Regions from separate parts of the Mus musculus genome. Here regions 1 and 3 are each linked to region 2. Evidence: chromatin contacts called from public HiChIP or PLAC-seq data. All regions are on one chromosome and are shown on one strand. Each heading gives the region's core, a stretch centred on a gene start, on an enhancer-like site or on the middle of the called end of the contact. The rest is flanking DNA. Distances are from core to core; before and after follow the strand shown.

The links. HiChIP or PLAC-seq counts read pairs in DNA pulled down with a chosen protein or histone mark.
Region 1: an H3K27ac HiChIP or PLAC-seq map of embryonic fibroblasts shows a contact between it and region 2, with 27 read pairs. The contact joins the enhancer-like site here to the promoter of Resf1 in region 2. A contact is called at or near these places in 3 of 39 promoter capture datasets (the 3T3-L1 cell line, 3T3-L1-derived adipocytes and macrophages), 2 of 15 datasets of contacts at CTCF or cohesin (CD8 T cells and the NIH/3T3 cell line), 12 of 484 Hi-C or Micro-C datasets (the 3T3-L1 cell line, MC3T3-E1-derived osteoblasts, adipose-derived mesenchymal stem cells and 9 more), 8 of 115 datasets of contacts at active chromatin or transcription factors (bone marrow-derived dendritic cells, bone marrow-derived macrophages, embryonic fibroblasts and 4 more) and 4 of 9 other capture datasets (adipose tissue, liver, macrophages and 1 more).
Region 3: a contact with region 2 is called in an H3K4me3 HiChIP or PLAC-seq map of the 230-238 cell line, with 60 read pairs. The contact joins the enhancer-like site here to the promoter of Resf1 in region 2. A contact is called at or near these places in 6 of 39 promoter capture datasets (the C10 cell line, liver, macrophages and 1 more), 11 of 484 Hi-C or Micro-C datasets (B cells, CD4 T cells, the G1E-ER4 cell line and 6 more), 12 of 115 datasets of contacts at active chromatin or transcription factors (the 230-238 cell line, the HPC-7 cell line, the SCID.adh cell line and 6 more) and 3 of 9 other capture datasets (adipose tissue, liver and pancreatic islet).

The regions. Positions count from the first base shown.
Region 1 is chr6:149,259,669-149,262,368 of GRCm38.p6, forward strand. No RefSeq gene overlaps it. Among named protein-coding and RNA genes, the nearest start is that of Resf1, 48 kb to the right of the region's middle. Within about 2 kb of position 1,258, at least 95 of the 459 cell types and tissues checked have an H3K27ac peak or open chromatin away from gene starts, as enhancers often do. A contact at or near this core is called in the NIH/3T3 cell line, adipose-derived mesenchymal stem cells, bone marrow-derived dendritic cells and 8 more, where this site is marked.
Region 2 is chr6:149,308,049-149,310,748 of GRCm38.p6, forward strand. Resf1 (retroelement silencing factor 1) reads left to right here and starts at 1,366. Exons shown (of 5, transcript NM_026054.3): 1 at 1,366-1,856; 2 at 2,274-2,329.
Region 3 is chr6:149,342,641-149,345,340 of GRCm38.p6, forward strand. No RefSeq gene overlaps it. Among named protein-coding and RNA genes, the nearest start is that of Gm38930, 8.7 kb to the right of the region's middle. Within about 2 kb of position 1,376, at least 83 of the 459 cell types and tissues checked have an H3K27ac peak or open chromatin away from gene starts, as enhancers often do. A contact at or near this core is called in the 230-238 cell line, B cells, the HPC-7 cell line and 9 more, where this site is marked.

The DNA.
Region 1 (2,700 bases), core at 8-2,507, 48 kb before region 2:
TTTTGATTTTTCAAGACAGGGTTTTTCTGTAGAGTCCTGGCTGTCCTGGAACTCACTTTGTAGACCAGGCTGGCCTCGAACTCAGAAATCCGCCTGCCTCTGCTTCCTGAGTGCTGGGGCCACCACCACCCAGCAGAATTATTATTATTATTATTATTATTATTATTATTTTTTTTTTTTTTTTTGGTTTGTTCAAGACAGGGTTTCTCTGTATAGCCCTGGCTGTCCTGGAACACCCGGCTTGAATTATTCTTTTTTAAAAAAGAGAACTGAGGGCTCTATGGCAGCCCAGGTTGTAGGCTCATGCTGTCCCCTTGTGCTTCCAGTTAGTTGCATTTTCTTTGGGAATGAACTTAATGTCTCAGTCCTGGTGAACATTTACATCTTAGCATTGAAATTTTGTTTGTCTCTAATAGGCCTGGTTAGCATATTATTTATTTTGGAGATATTTTGGAGGCAGCATTCCCTTAGCTCAATTCTAATTTCTGTGATTTGCTGTCTCCTAAGCAATTCTACTAGTAAATCCTTTATACCATTAATCCTATTACTTTGAGTTTCTTTTACATTCCTAATACTGCACTTCTGGATGTAGTAAGTCTTGAAATCATTGTGTAAAACTCCTTCAACTTTATTTTCAGAATTCTAGTCATTATTTATAGTGTTTTGTACTTCTAGGCTTGGATCTCCAATTAAACCCTTTTGTTGTTGTTGTTGTTGTTGTTAAATACAAAGAATGTTTTCCAGTTCCTTATATGACTTTAACAGAATAATACTTGCAAGCTGGGTGTGGTGGCGCACCCCTTTAATTCCAGCACTTGGGAGGCAGAGGCACGCAGGTTTCTGAGTTCGAGGCCAGCCTGGTCTACAAAGTGAGTTCCAGGACAGCCAAGGCTACACAGAGAAACCCTGTCTCCAAAAACAAAAAACAAAACACACACACACACAAACAAAACAAAAAAGAAAGCAAACAAAGCAAGCAAACAAAAAAAGAATAATACTTGCTCATGTGAACTATTGGTTTTCCCTGCCTTTTATGGAGTGTCATTTTCCTACCTCCCTGGTTGTTCTGGTGTCTTCAAGCCTTCTCCTTTGCCATCCTCCCTGATTGGGTTATACCCAAATTGAGAGGTTCCCATGTAACACCAGAGACCACAAGGAATCTGACTCATATGCAAAAACAAAGAGTCTTTATTCAAGCCTGAGCTCGGACTCTCCAACCTTTCTAACACAGTGGATAGGTGTGGGAGGTCCTGAGATGATGAAGCCTTGCCTTTTTATCACATGTACGGCAGGCTAGAGGGCCTTCCAACACAGCAGTTACATGATTGGTTAATATTTGAAAATCGTATCTTTGCACATTTCTATTGTCTAGTAATGATTTCAGCTTCTTATGCACAATTGTGGTTAACTTGTGTAATCTATTTCAAAACATCTGAAACATTAGGTACTTTCCTCTTAGGAGCTGATTGGCTGTTATTCAGGGTGGAGTGACTATTGTTACAAAAGTTATAGCTGTTGCTAGGGGTGGCTTGGCTCCTGGAACAAGTTGTGGTTTTTCCATGGCTTTGTCATGCACTCAGCCCCAGACATAAAAAGAAAGCTCCAAAAATTAAGAGGGATTTGAGGGTATGGATAGATTTCAGCTTTTGGAAATTGCTCAGAAAGTTTATGACAACCAAGAATCAGCTGAAAACAGACAGGGAAAGAAAACCAAAAAAAAGTTAAGAGAGAAAATAGGGAAAATGGGCTAGAAGAAAGGGAAAGAAAATGTTTGGAAAATGTGCCTATTTTAAGCAGAAGGGCCACAGGAAGAAGGAAAGCACTAGCTGAAAGAAAAAAAAAAAAAAAAAAAAGGGAAGCTGTCCCATTCTCCAACTAAATTGAAGGGGACAGGGGAGTTATATATATATATATATTTAGTAACTATATATAACTTAGCAATATGACTTAGTCCCTGGGAATCCAGGATGACCATAAGGATGGGGGGAACCTGTCAACTTCCTGATAGACACTGGGTCAGCTCACTCTGTCTTGAAAGAACTACTTAGACTCCTCACCTCCAAGAAAATAGTGATCCAAAGAGCTATAGGCCAAACACTCTATTTCCCATGGATATCTCTGAGCCTGTAGGAGACTATAACTCACTCTCTTCTGATTATGCCAGATTATTTTCTATACCCACTGACTGAGAGGGACTTGTTACAAAAACTCAGAGCCATCATCTCTTTTGAGGAAAACTTGGCTTATCTAACTCTAGACTCAGGCCAAACCCCTGTGAGCATTCTGATCACCTATTCTCTATTCCAGGAGTCTCTCTTATATGAGAACTCTGCCACTAGGAAGGAAGCGCTATCTACATAACTCAAGGTACCTGATATTTGAGCAGAAGGAAATCCACTAGGCTTGATAGCACACTGGCGCCCATTGTAGTTCAGTTATTAAGTTCTGCAATACCAGTGTGGGTTAAACAATGCCCCATGGGCCAGGAATTAACAAACACATCAAGCAACTGAGGCAGTCAGGAATTCTCATTTCCTGTCATTCTCCATGGAACACTCCCTTGCTTCCCATACTGAAACACAGTACTCAAAACTTTGACCAGTACAGTATTTGAGGGAAGTAAATAAATGAACAGAAACCATCCATCCCGAAGTACACTTATAACAACCCCCCCACCCTCAGCCCAGCCTGTTTCTTTCA
Region 2 (2,700 bases), core at 116-2,615:
TGGTCTTGACCTCAGGTGGGAGGGAGAAGCAGAAGTGGGGAGAGGGAGTGTAAGACTGGCAAAAGCCCTTAGGGTCCTTCATGTTCACCACCCATGTACCACCCTCTGTAGAAATCATAGTTTTAGGGGTCAAAATGAACCGACCAAGTCTACAGCTGCCAAAACAAGATTAGCAGTTCTCAGAAAAATAACAGTTCTCGGAAAAAGTCTCCTGCCCCACCTCGCACTAAATTCCGAGAAAAAACACAAACTGACCTTCTTGCCAGAATTCCCTGAAACATTAGTAGCTGACCAATGAGTTTTAAAATATACTGCTGCTTTGCTGACCCATCATAATATGGCTGTCCAACCCTCCACAAAATGTATAAAGGAACTATGCTTTCTGAGCTCTGGGGTTGACCCTCCCTGCGACGTGTCAGAACAATAAACCTCTTGCCATTGCAGCGATCTGTTGTCAAGTTGTGTTTTTGGGCTTGCGCACCCAGGGTAAAGCCTCGGAGGTCTTACACCTCCATTCCTTACCTAGGACCAATCAGCTTAAAAGTTAGCTGATAATACTTTGCCTAGTAAGCCTACTGCTTCCCTTCTTGCCCATTAAATGTTTTGTTATTTTCCCTATAAAAAGCCTACCCTGAGAGCAGACTAGGAATATAATTATGTTTCTGAGTTCTTTTTGCAGTCCTGAAGGTTTATTAATAGGGTAAGTGTTCAGTAAGTTGCTTAACTGGATCACTGTTCATATACTTTTGTTAGTATATGAACATGAATCTCTGAAGAATGATATCCCAGACTCAAATACTATGCAACAGCAAACAGCATTTATTGAACAAATTCCTGCACTCAGGAGCCCAATTCCATCAGGCCAATTCACTCTTTTCAGTTTGTGTGGCGATTCCTGAACCCCAACAATATATTTCCACTGGCCCTTGACGTTTCACTCCAGAAGCCCTTGTAGAAATATAGTTTTAGCAGTCAAAATGACCAGACCAAGTCTAAAGCTGCGAAAACAAGATTAGCAGTTCTCGGAGAAATAACTATAACAAATAATAACAGTTCTCCTGTCCCGCCTCGCACTAAATTCCAAGAAAAACCACAAATTGCTCTGACCTTGCTGCCAGAATTCCCCCGCGACATTGGTAGCTGACCAATGAGTTTAAAAATATTCTGCTGATTTGCTGACCCATCATAATATGATTGTAAGGCCTGGGGGTCTTACACCCTCAGGTGATTCTCATATAAATTCTAGGTGCAAGGCTGAGCTTTTTTCTCCCCTCAGACTGTAGAAGGCACACCTGCCCGGCACTAGGACCGCGGCCCTGGTGCAAGCGCTCGGGGGCGGAGTGGGGACCCAGCTGGACCCGCCCCAACGAAGGCTGCCACCAAACCTCTGCGCGCTCTGCGCTTGGCAGAGGCCTCGTCCCTTGCTATTGGCGTGTAAGCACCCGCCGGGCGGCAGGTCTGCTTCGGATCGGGCTTTTGTTCGGCCCCCTGGGCTCGGGGCTGGGTTTTCGCCACCTCTGTCCCGGCGGAGGGGCGCCGCCCGGGTCCTCGCTGTACCGCGGGGTCGCTGCGCGCCGGGCGGGCGCGGTCTGAGGTTGTTGGCCCGAGAAGCAGGCGGGCTTGTTGCAGCTAAGCGTCCCTTCCGGTTTCGGAAGGAGAAGCAGAGCTTTGTTTTGTTTTTCGGTTTCTTTCTGTCTCGGTCTTCCGCTCCTTGGCCCCCCTGCGACCCAGCGGAATTGCCTTGCGCTCCGCCTTCGAGCGCCCAGGCCTGTGTGAGCGCCGCGGCCCGCAGCATCTTGGAATCTGTTTGCATTTGTGGTACTTAAGAGTGCCTTCCTAGAAAAATGGAAAAACAGGTAAAGTGGGTGAGCTGGCTTGCATTTCAGTAGGCCAACTACAGAACTTGCGTGGGGATTTAAATTGTCTGCTGGGTGTGTTACAGTTAAGGGGAATCTTAAGTTTGTTTCTTGTTACCATTCAGATATACTAAGGTCTTAGTTATTGCTCCACTCAGCCCCCATCAGGTTCTCTTTTATCAGTCCACTAAAATTACTAAAGAAGTATTTTTGCTTTGGTATTAAAGGGCAGTAGTGGACTTGGAGAAGCCCGCTTGAATTCTAGTGGCAGGGAATATTTTGAGAGTAGCCTAATTCAGTAGTTTTGTTTTTAGCACAATTGAAATAAATTCAGTAAACTTAGTATGGTCTCAATGACACTGTAAGGGAAATGTACTAGACCTTAACTCTTGCTTTCTTGTTTCTTGATTTTCATAGAATTAGAGGCGTGAATACCTTGTGGAAGAGATTAAAAGGTAAAATTGTATTTACAGGTAAGTTTGCCTTTTATAAAGCCTATCCTGGTTCTACTGGATGACTATTTGCATTGTACCGTGGACTAACTTATTTTAGAATAAAGAGTATCATTGAATCAACACTAGTTAAACCTACAGAACTTGCCTAGCATGTGCTTGCCTTCAATTTTTGCATTTGGGAGACCAAGTCAGACAGATCTTTGAGTTAAAGGCTAGCCTAATCTACATACCAAATTTCAGTTTAGCTAGGACTGCATAGTGAAAGACTCAAAAAACTATCACCAAACAAAACTGTCACAGATCCAATGGGACACAGTAGATTTGATGGCAAAGCTTAAGAAATAATGTTGTTGGTATGGTACTTAACAATTTTATTTTTTGCCTTCATG
Region 3 (2,700 bases), core at 126-2,625, 35 kb after region 2:
AAGATGGAAGCTTAGCTGTTGGGAGCCATTAAGGCAACGCTATTGTCCTGATCTCTGAATTGGGCCTCTCCCCCCCCCCCCAGAAGAAAAGAGGGTCAAAAGCGGGCCACCGGATGCACCGCTCCAAGAAAGTCAGCGCCGGATGTCCTGACCTCAAGATACCCTGATACCGCCAAGTTCCTGCTTCCCCGTGTAACTGCCTAAGAATGTGCAATTCTATTGCCCCCCTCCCCACTGATAAATACTTCTCCTTTTGCTTGTATTGCCCCATTCCTCCCGCTGATAAGTATCTGTACTTCCCGGTTTCCTTGTGCAATTCTACTGCCCCATCCTTCCTGCTGAAAGGCACTTCCCCTTTTGCTTGTGTATTTAAACCTTGGGCCTGGCTAATACATTTTGGGGTCTTGATACAACTTCAGAACGGTTTCCGTGTCGTTATTCGTACAAGACCCTCGTCTCTCTCTACCCCCCATTTGGTTATTAGGAGGAGGTCCCCTCGAGATCCTCGAATAACTGGACTTGCTGGATGGGTCACTTAGCTGGGTGGGATCTTGCCCCAAATTCACCATTCCCTTAATTCCATTTAATATCTTTAATCTGTTTATCTCCTTGAATACAGGATTTAGTTCCATTCCACTTTTTTGGTGCTTCTTTAATTTTTGAACCATACATTTTGTATTTTTAATTTCTCAGCTTGCTCTGTTTTATCAAAATGCTCTTTATAATAATGAACCACAGGATAAAGTCAATGAGAGGCTGTTTTGAGATTTCCTTTGCCATTGTAATTAAGCTAAGTCTCTTCACCTTAGCCTCAGGCAGACTCTTTAGATAGGGGCAAAAAGCAGCCACGTTCTTCTCTGAAACCTCTTTAGTCAGGCTCCCACATTTCAAATCACCCTCAGCACTACTACTGTCTTCCATGCTTCTACTAGTATGGCTACTAAGCAGAGCTTAAAACATTCAACTGCTTTCCTAACCTAAAGTCTCAAAAATCCACATATTACAAACAAAAGCATAGTTAGGCCTATCACAGCAATACCTCAGTCCCTGGTTTGTTTCTAGTGACCAGCATTACAGCAGGGTTGTGGAACTATGGAGGATGTATGGCAACAGTGAGAATGAAGATTCTGACTATCAGTTGACATTCAAGCAAGTGGCCCTAGTAGCTTGAACCATCTTTATTTATACACTCATAAGTCTGCTAACCTGAGCAATGTTGTTATTGTTTGTTTGTGTTCAAAGAAATCTAACATCAGCACTACAAAAGCCTCTTATGTTCCCGTACTACTTTCACTTCCTCCTCCTCCTTCCCCCTGTGCCAATCACCCTCTAACCTTATTTTGTACTACAAAGTACAGTTGGAGCAGGCCAAAAATAGATGTGTCTAGCCAAGCATATCCTGTGGACGTGAGCACATGCCCAGCTGGCAGCAAATGTGGCTACACAGTTATGCAAGGTGAGAGACAAATTAACCTTTGTGGGAATAAGCCCATTCCCCTCCATCCTTGAAATTTCAAAATAAAGTTAGTCTTTTCTGGCCTGGAGAAATGGCTCAGGGGTTAAAAGCACTGGCTGCTTTTCTAGAGGTCCTGAGTTCAATTCCCAGCAACCACATGGTAGCTCTTAACCATCTGTAATGACATCTGATACCTTTTTCTGGTATGTCAGAAGATAGCAACAGGGTACTCACATACATACAATAAATAAATCTTAAAAAAAAAAAGTTAGTCTTTTCCCCAGCAATCAAATAGCATTCCTCTGTCATAATAGTTTTTAATTGCAAACAGAGACATGCTCATTGTACCAAACAACCTTTCCTAATATGCACCCATCAATTCCTGATACTGTCTTTCCAAGAACCATTTTTTAGGTGTCTGTTTGTCAGATACAACTTCCCTTGAACAATTATGCAAGCAGGACCCATTGCTCTCCACAACTATTACATGCTTACTCAGCATGACTGTAGCTGTTTCTCTAGGGACATGGTCTTGTGTCCCAAAATGCCCAGGATTAATGGCCACATCTGGAGGATTGATAGAGGTAGAGGAAAGAGAGGAGGGTTTTACCTCTTCAAACAGTTTTGAGCCTGGCAGTGGTGGCACATGCCTTTAATCCCAGTACTTGGGAGGCAGAGGCAGGCAGATTTCTGAGTTCAAGGCCAGCCTTGTTTACAGAGTGAGTTCCAGGACAGCCAGAGCTACACAGAGAAACCCTGTCTAGAAAAAAAAAAAAAAAAACCAACCAAACAAACAAACAAACAAAAAACAAACAAAAAAGAAAAGAGAAGAGAAGAGAAAAGAAAAGAAAAGAAAAGAAAAGAAAAGAAAAGAAAAGAAAAGAAAAGAAAAGAAAAGAAAAACATTTTTGAGAAAAACAGAACCATCCACCAGGCTTTCAGCTTACATGATCCTTGCCTTGCCCACGACTGACAAAATGAAACTAAATATTTCTATAAGTATACATAGCATAGCAAAAGCAAGGAGCATAGCACACATGATTAAGCATAGAGGGTACCAAAATTCACCCACAGACCCTTGCTTTGTGGGGAGGGGTTTCCATGGGCCTTGCTGAATGGAGTAAGTACTATCATCAAAGCCCTCATATGCTGTTCCCTGCAGATGCTACATAGCCACCGCCACTTGGTACCAACCTCTGTCTTAGGGTTTCATTGCTCTATGACCAAGGAAAAGTTTTATAAAG